Linked DNA regions of Rattus norvegicus: region 1 is linked to region 2. The links are chromatin contacts, called in public Hi-C maps. All regions are on one chromosome and are shown on one strand. Each heading gives the region's core, a stretch centred on a gene start, on an enhancer-like site or on the middle of the called end of the contact. The rest is flanking DNA. Distances are from core to core; before and after follow the strand shown.

Region 1 (3,492 bases), core at 730-3,229, 170 kb after region 2:
CAAAGCTCTTTTACTGATTACAGCTGATAAGCCAATATAATCAAAGTTCAGTCAGAGTTTCTGGGTGCTGGAACAAGTGTCCTTCGTAAGTGGCACCAATTTTTTTTTTTCCCTATTAGATTGTGACATATGTTAATTCTCAGAAGTGAAAGTAATCCAAAATGCTGCTTTAGTTCCAATCACTTACCAGATGGCAATTTCTTTTCCAACTTCACATCTTCTTTTGGTGACGGAAAATCCTCAGAAACTTCAACGGGTTTTGTCTCTTTTCTTTGCCGGATGTACATCATCATGTCAAAGACTCATAGGCATTGTTCTTCCAACCACCCCTACAAACAAATGCCCCAAGGAAAGGTCAGCACCCACTTCATTCAATATACCCTTAAACTCTACGTGCTTAAATGGTCTGACTTAGCCTACCGTCCACTGCTCAGCAGACCCTCCCATACAAATCATAATCAGGCTTTAAAGACTCAACACGAATGTTGAAGTCAACCACATTTATGAAGCGCCTGTTCTCCAGCAGGCACAGCTAGGAGGCAGGGATACAGGTGAGCCACACGAAGAAGCCCAGCACTTCTTCCAAGAAGCCATCTTGGATGCTCTCCGCCTTGTGATGTTTTCCCTCCCGGATTCCGTAACACTAACCGTGCGATTTGTTGCGTGACACAGTTTTACACTATTTTCTACAGTTCCTACAGAAAGTAGTGGGTCTGAGTCTCCCACAGAACTGACCACGTGGGAGGGATTCCTAGGAAACTTGTGACAGCCAGATTTTGAAGAACTGAAATAGTTTCTGATACCTGAATTTTAGCGCCTGTGCTCTTTGAAAAAAATCGCTGCTAAGCCTTATGCCTGGGTGTCAAAGACAGCGCAGGGTTGTGCCAATCAGGGTGGCTGCTCTCCCTGGGGAGCAACTGTGGGTGTAGCTGCAGGAGCAGTTACCTAGTTTGGAAGCTGTGAGAGGGAGGCGGGGGTGTGGTGGTGGTGAGTAAGCTGGCTTCAGTCCCCCGGGAACATCTTGCCTCGTTCCTCTGACTAATGAATAGCGTTTTACTAATTATCTATTAAAGATCGAGGAGTAGCCAGACGCGATCTTTGCGGCAGCTAATTCAACCTGCACTCGAGGTACCACAAAGTCTGTTTACCTAACGGAAAGGCTCTTGCTCGATACAACAGAGGAAGCCAATACCACACAATGCTTTTGTTAAGATTCATTCATTCAAAAATGCTGAGACGGAACACAGATTCAAATGCTGTGTGCTCAAAAGCACAAGAAACAGGGGTGGTGGTGGGGGGTGGTGGTGTCTTTTCAAAGTCTTGCAGCCACCACTGGAATCTTCACCTCTCTTGGGGAATCACACCCTGCTAGCCCTCGGCGGGTAAGGGCTATGCAGGGCCCACCTTACATCTACCCTGAGCCTGTTGAGGCAGAAAGTTAACAAACACGCCAGGTACTAATTACGATTCGCGTCTGGATGGCAACAACCTCACCAACTGGGAAACAAAAAGTTGCTTCGGCCAGCCGGACGCAAAGCCCCGCCAGACCTTAGCAAAGGGACCGGAAGGCAATTCCTGGACTATGGACCAGGACGCGCGCCACTATCCCGCACCTGGAGCCACTCCCCTGCGCACCTGGCGAGTCCACGAGTGGGCCAGATGCCAGCCGGCCGGGGGGACCTCGAGGCACAAGCTCCCGCTCAGAGACGCTCCCTCCCACGCCCCGCCCACGTGTCCGGTAGATACGGCGCGTCCTGTTACCTCGCGGCCCGACCCGCAGCCACAGACCTGCGGCCTCAGCAGTCCTCGCGGGCTACCCGGGATTGGCAAGGAAGCACGCAAAGCACCCAGGCCTTGGGGACGCGCCCACTTTACGGGCTACAGCGAGTTGAAGACCCGGAGGACCCAGCTGTCGCCGGCAATGTGCGGTGCGGTGCAAGGATGGGCCTGGGGGGCGTCTGCAGCCCCGGGAAGGGGCGCGCCGGGGAGGCCGGGCCGCTGCCGCTGCATTCATTGGTTCCAGCAGCTGTTCGTCGACGCAAGGCCCCGCCCCCGCCTCCCGCGCTGCCCCGCCCCGTCTCGTGCGGAGCACACCGGAAGGAAGAGGTACACTTCCGCTTAGAGTGCCGTTGGGGGTTGTAGGTTCTGAGGCAGAGCTTAAGCTTGGCATGTTCCTGTTTTTGGAGTTCCTGGTGCCCCGAGGAAAGGTTACACAGTCTTGGGGGACCTTCCCGGTTCTACCTCCTGACCCCAGATCCAGCTATACTTGCTTTTGACGTTGTTTAGTGACAAGTTTATACATGCTTTTGAAGTTGTTTGCGAACACTTTTGGGTCTCCAAAGTCACGCCTCTCAATCCCCCACCCCCGTAGTACTGCTCTGGGCTTTATTGTTAATTCTCCTTAACATGCTTCACCAGTTGCTTGCCAGCCTCTTTTCCTGTCTTTGAGATAGGGTCTCACTATGTAGTTCTGGCTGACCTGAAACTCTTCATGTAGACCAATTTGGCCTCAACTCTGCTTCAGCCTCCTGAGTTCTGTGACTAAAGAATGGTGTGAACCAGATAAGAGTTTTGGTAGTGGATCACCGTCTGAGATGAGTACCTATGAAAAGGCAGCCTGTCATCTAATTCTAACAAAAATTGCTCTGTCCACCCTGCCTTTCTTAGCTACCTATCCCTGATAGATTTTTTTTTTTTTTTGGTTCTTTTTTTTTGGAGCTGGGGACCGAACCCAGGGCCTTGTGCTTCCTAGGCAAGCGCTCTACCACTGAGCTAAATCCCCAACCCCCCCGATAGATTTTTTTCTCTTTTGGTTGCCACCTGTTAATACCAATAACTGTTAATACTAGAATGTCTTATTAGATAGACCCCACACCTTAAAGTGATTTGGTGAAAATGTACTGCTGTGAGGTGTGTGTCCCTTAGGGGGCCAGTATTCAGCTGCTGCTTGATATCTATAACTGGAGGCAAGAACGGTCATAAGGTCATCTGGTCGTAGTGCTTCTCATGGAAAGTGGGTGCGCACTGCCAAGAGTAAAGTCTGAGAGTTAAGGTCTTAGGTCATGTTCCCGTAGTCCTGCTGGGGAGGCTGCGGCAGGAGGCTGACAAGTCCAACTCTTGCCTGGGCTATATGCAGAGAGAGTACTGGCTTGTCACAAGACAATAAGACAGTGAGTTGTAGTGGAGCAGAATAGAAAGACAAGGAAAATTATGGAGGAAGGAAAAGGGATTCTCCCATTCCATTGCAGACCTAGATTAATCACCTCTTGCCAGCTGCGGGTAAGGATTCCAGCACAGAACACTTGCTGCAAAGTTTGCTAACGTAGAAATGATATTCCTCTCGTGGACCTTATGTTAAAATGGGCCTGAATTAAGGCCTGAATGTACCTAACCTTTGGGCCTCATTCATTTTCCCCCAGGTGGAAATCTCAAGGTGTTTTACCTTTATTTACAGTGAAGATATCCTTCCTTAGGGCTGCAGAGATGACGCAA
Region 2 (3,417 bases), core at 854-3,353:
AAGTGCAAGGCCCTGGGTTCGGTCCCCAGCTCCGAGAAAAAGAAAAAAAAAGTGTGCACCACTATGTCCCAATACAATACATTCTTCTAAATGTTAAGCCATCTATCTGGTCTCCAGGGTATAGGTTTTTGAAAAAAAAATAGATGCAGATTCATATTTAGTAGACTACACATACACATACATGTAGTAGACTACACGTACAATGTAAAAGTCCTATATGAGCTTGTGGCCCAGTTTCCTTTATACAAAAACGAACAAAAACAACCCAGCTTTGGTACTAATGTACTAACGTCATTCTTTCAGATTGTGTGTGTGTGTGTAGCTCCTTAAATTCCAAATTAAACTTGTTATGTTCGAACTCAGCTGCCAGGCTCACAGCCCCTGGTTACCCATGATACCAACCTCGCCCTTCCCTGTAGCATGGGGGTCAGACAGTTGGGCAGCTCTCTAGAAAAACTAGTGCTCCGATTGGCTATTGAGTAAATTCCGGGGATAGATAGGATTAAGAGCTTCAAAGAGGATTCCCCAGCCCTCCCACAAAGAAGGGTCGAACACTGTGGTCTAATTCTGGGATAAAGTAAGCCGGTGAGAAGAAGAACGTGACTGTTTACATCTCAGTAGGGCCCTTCCCAAAGCAGCGGCATCCTGTTCCTCCCCCATCCAGGGATGGGTAGGGAGCGGTCTTCAATTGCGGCAGGTGTGCAGTGGATACACCACATCGAATTGAAGCAACCTTTTTGGTTGTGACCCTAAATGGGGTCACGACACAAAGCCTCTCAGAGCTGCAGTTCCTGGTGACTAATAGGCAATCTCTGCCAAGCGCAATAGTGTACCACAGAGAAAGCACTTTGCATGAACCTCTCTCAGTACACTCTTCCAAAGCCTAGGCCCCGAAGGATTAAGGTACCCACGCACATCTTACTACAGTTGCTTTCTTGTCTAGGGAACAAAATGCCCCCCCCACCATGCTTTATACAACCCCCCACACCTTTACCAAATTGCCTCGTCTAAAGCAGAATGAGAGCTCCCAACCAGTGTGAGGGCACCAAACCTGGGACATATGTGTTAACCCATCAAACCCAAAGGGATCAGAGGTCACTGTGGACCGATTTCTATTAATAGGAGGTAAAGCTCCTACAGGCATTAGAGGTAATGGCCTGACCGCCCTGTGCTGTTAACTCCTCTTGGGCCAGCATGTTAAAAACAAAACAAAACAAAACAAAACAAAACAAAACAAAACCAAAATATGTTTTGCCCAGGCAGAGGTGGGCCTTGAGAGGATCATGTTCACACGCACACATCCGGGCTCACTACCTCTCTCCTTAACGGTTCAAACCCCAAGCCCATGCCCTGGAAAGAGAAGGGGCAGCGGACGGTCGTTGGATATCAGTCAGCTCAGCTTTGCCACACATAAGGCGAGGGCCACAGCCACCAGCAGCACGGCGCTGAAAACGGTGGCAGCCAGGGCCCTGCTGGGGTCGCAGGGTCCCGCGCGCTCCTCTACAGAAATGCCACCCGCGGAGGACGCTCCGGCACTGGCACCGGACAGGAGTTCGGCGCCCGCCGATTGTCGCGCCTGTACAGTCCAGCGGGGCACGTTGACTTTCATTTCCATGTTGTCGATCATCTCGCCCACCTGGAGGACTTCGCGCTCCAACTGGGGCAGATCGGCGACGTCGAAGTCGCTCTCGGCTTCGTGCCGCAGGCTGCGGGCGCTCAGGGCGCGCGCGGCTACAGCAGAGGAGCCGCCGGCCACCCCAGTGCGAACAAGTGGCCGGCGCGGCGCGTGCAGCGGGAAGGCGGCTCCCAGCGCCAGTGCGCGCTGCATGTCGGCTTCGAGCAGGTCCAGGCAGCCCGAAAAGGCCACCCAGAGACGCTCAAACTCCGCGCGCTCCTCGGTAGCTAAGCTCCGGTCGCGGAGTGCGACGGTCAACCGGGAGCCGGTGGCCATGGCCAGCTCCCGCGCCTTCTGGCGGGTCTTCTGCAGTTCTTCGCGTAGGTCCTGTGTGTCCGCGGAGCCGCCCACAGTAAGCACTAAGTGATGGTAGCACGCTGTGGTCTTATTGAGCGCGTCCAGCAGCGCCTTGCACTCCTCTCTGGCCATGGCGCTGCCCTCCGGCGGTGGTGCCCCACTTGCACCCCTCAACGTCGCAGGTCGCCTCCAGCCCTGATGCCAATCTTGGGCAGAGCGGACTGAATGCTCCTCATGTCCTCGCCGCTGCTCTCAACGGAGCTCTCCAGAGACCCTCGACATGCACCTCTGTCGTTCCCACAGACAGAGGTAGTCTGGTTAGCTGCTCCCCAAACGCTCCTCCATTTTCCCTAGACGCGCTCCGAGTCACGCGTAGGGTCTTTGCATAACTTTCTTTTTCACGGCGGCTCCCTGAGAAACCCAGAGTGCAGACCCCATCCTGATCGACCCCAAGTCTTCAAGCTGAGCCGCGCGCCTTAGCCCTGGCCAAGGGCAGCAGGATCGTTTTCTAGGACACGCCTCCAGCCGCCTGTCTAGGCCGAGAGCTTCCTCCCTCCCGCCCTCTCGCCCCCCCGCCCCCCCGCCCCCCGCCCCCCCCGCCTCCCCCAACATCCCTGGACCAGGGGTAGGCGGGGCCCAGTCCAGAGAGGTCAAGTGTAGCTTTTCCTCTTCTCCCTTCCATTATAATTCTGGAACCTTAGCGCCATGCAAATCCAAGTTGTTTTGTTTTGTTTTGTTTTTTACTACTTTGCAGACTAGGAAAAGTGAGACTAGGTAGAAAGAAGGTTTAGCTTATCGGAGCCTATGCTAGTGAAGGGAAAGGACCAAGAGACCCTGTAGGCAACAGAGTAGGATGACTCGGAAGACTGGGCACCTCCAGTCTGCATCACCAGCAGCACAGGGCGATCGGCCTGGTAGAATTGTTACTTAGATGGGACTCTCTTTCTTCATCGCAGTCCAACACCATTTCAGGGACCCAGCTTGGACCCCACCCCTAATATCAGATCTTCCTTAGGTCCCGCCTCTCGAATTCTGGGCACGCGCACTCCCTGACTCTGGGCGGGGCTAGCCTGAGTAGGAAGCGCGGAGTCGCCTGGGCCCCACCCCCGACTGAACTAGACTTAACGATTGCTCTGTTTACGTGTCAGTCTCGGCTAAGATGACCTCTTATTGGACAGACTGGAGCAGGGTTCCGCCCAACGGCGGAGTAAAGAGGTAAGCTGAAGAGTGGAACCACCGCACCCGGGTGGTGGGCACTCAGGTCCCAGCCCAGGATCCGAGAGGTGCTGTCGTAGCACAGAGGTGAAACTATGTAGCCTCTTAAGTAAGTGTATTCTGCGGGTGTCCTCCACCGCCTCCCTACTCTCTGGGGGCGCCGAGGTCGGGCGGGGCCTGGGAGCGGAAGGGGGAGGGGCTCCCTGCGCTGAGTTGGATCCCCAGGCTGG

What was found. A called contact is a pair of places that touch in the nucleus more often than the background predicts.
Region 1: a Hi-C map of liver shows a contact between it and region 2, with 3 times the contacts expected there. The contact joins the promoter of Dpy19l3 here to the promoter of Rgs9bp in region 2. A contact is called at or near these places in 2 of 12 Hi-C or Micro-C datasets (kidney and liver).

The regions. Positions count from the first base shown.
Region 1 is chr1:97,552,253-97,555,744 of GRCr8, forward strand. It overlaps Dpy19l3 (dpy-19 like C-mannosyltransferase 3), which reads right to left and starts at 1,980. Exons shown (of 19, transcript NM_001135835.2): 1 at 1,789-1,980; 2 at 188-329. The coding sequence starts at 293. LOC134483099 (a long non-coding RNA gene) reads left to right here and starts at 1,969. Exons shown (of 2, transcript XR_010059996.1): 1 at 1,969-2,106.
Region 2 is chr1:97,384,936-97,388,352 of GRCr8, forward strand. It overlaps Rgs9bp (regulator of G protein signaling 9 binding protein), which reads right to left and starts at 2,104. Exons shown (of 1, transcript NM_001109142.1): 1 at 1,391-2,104. The coding sequence starts at 2,104. The coding sequence ends at 1,391. It overlaps Ankrd27 (ankyrin repeat domain 27), which reads left to right and starts at 3,191. Exons shown (of 29, transcript NM_001271264.1): 1 at 3,191-3,296.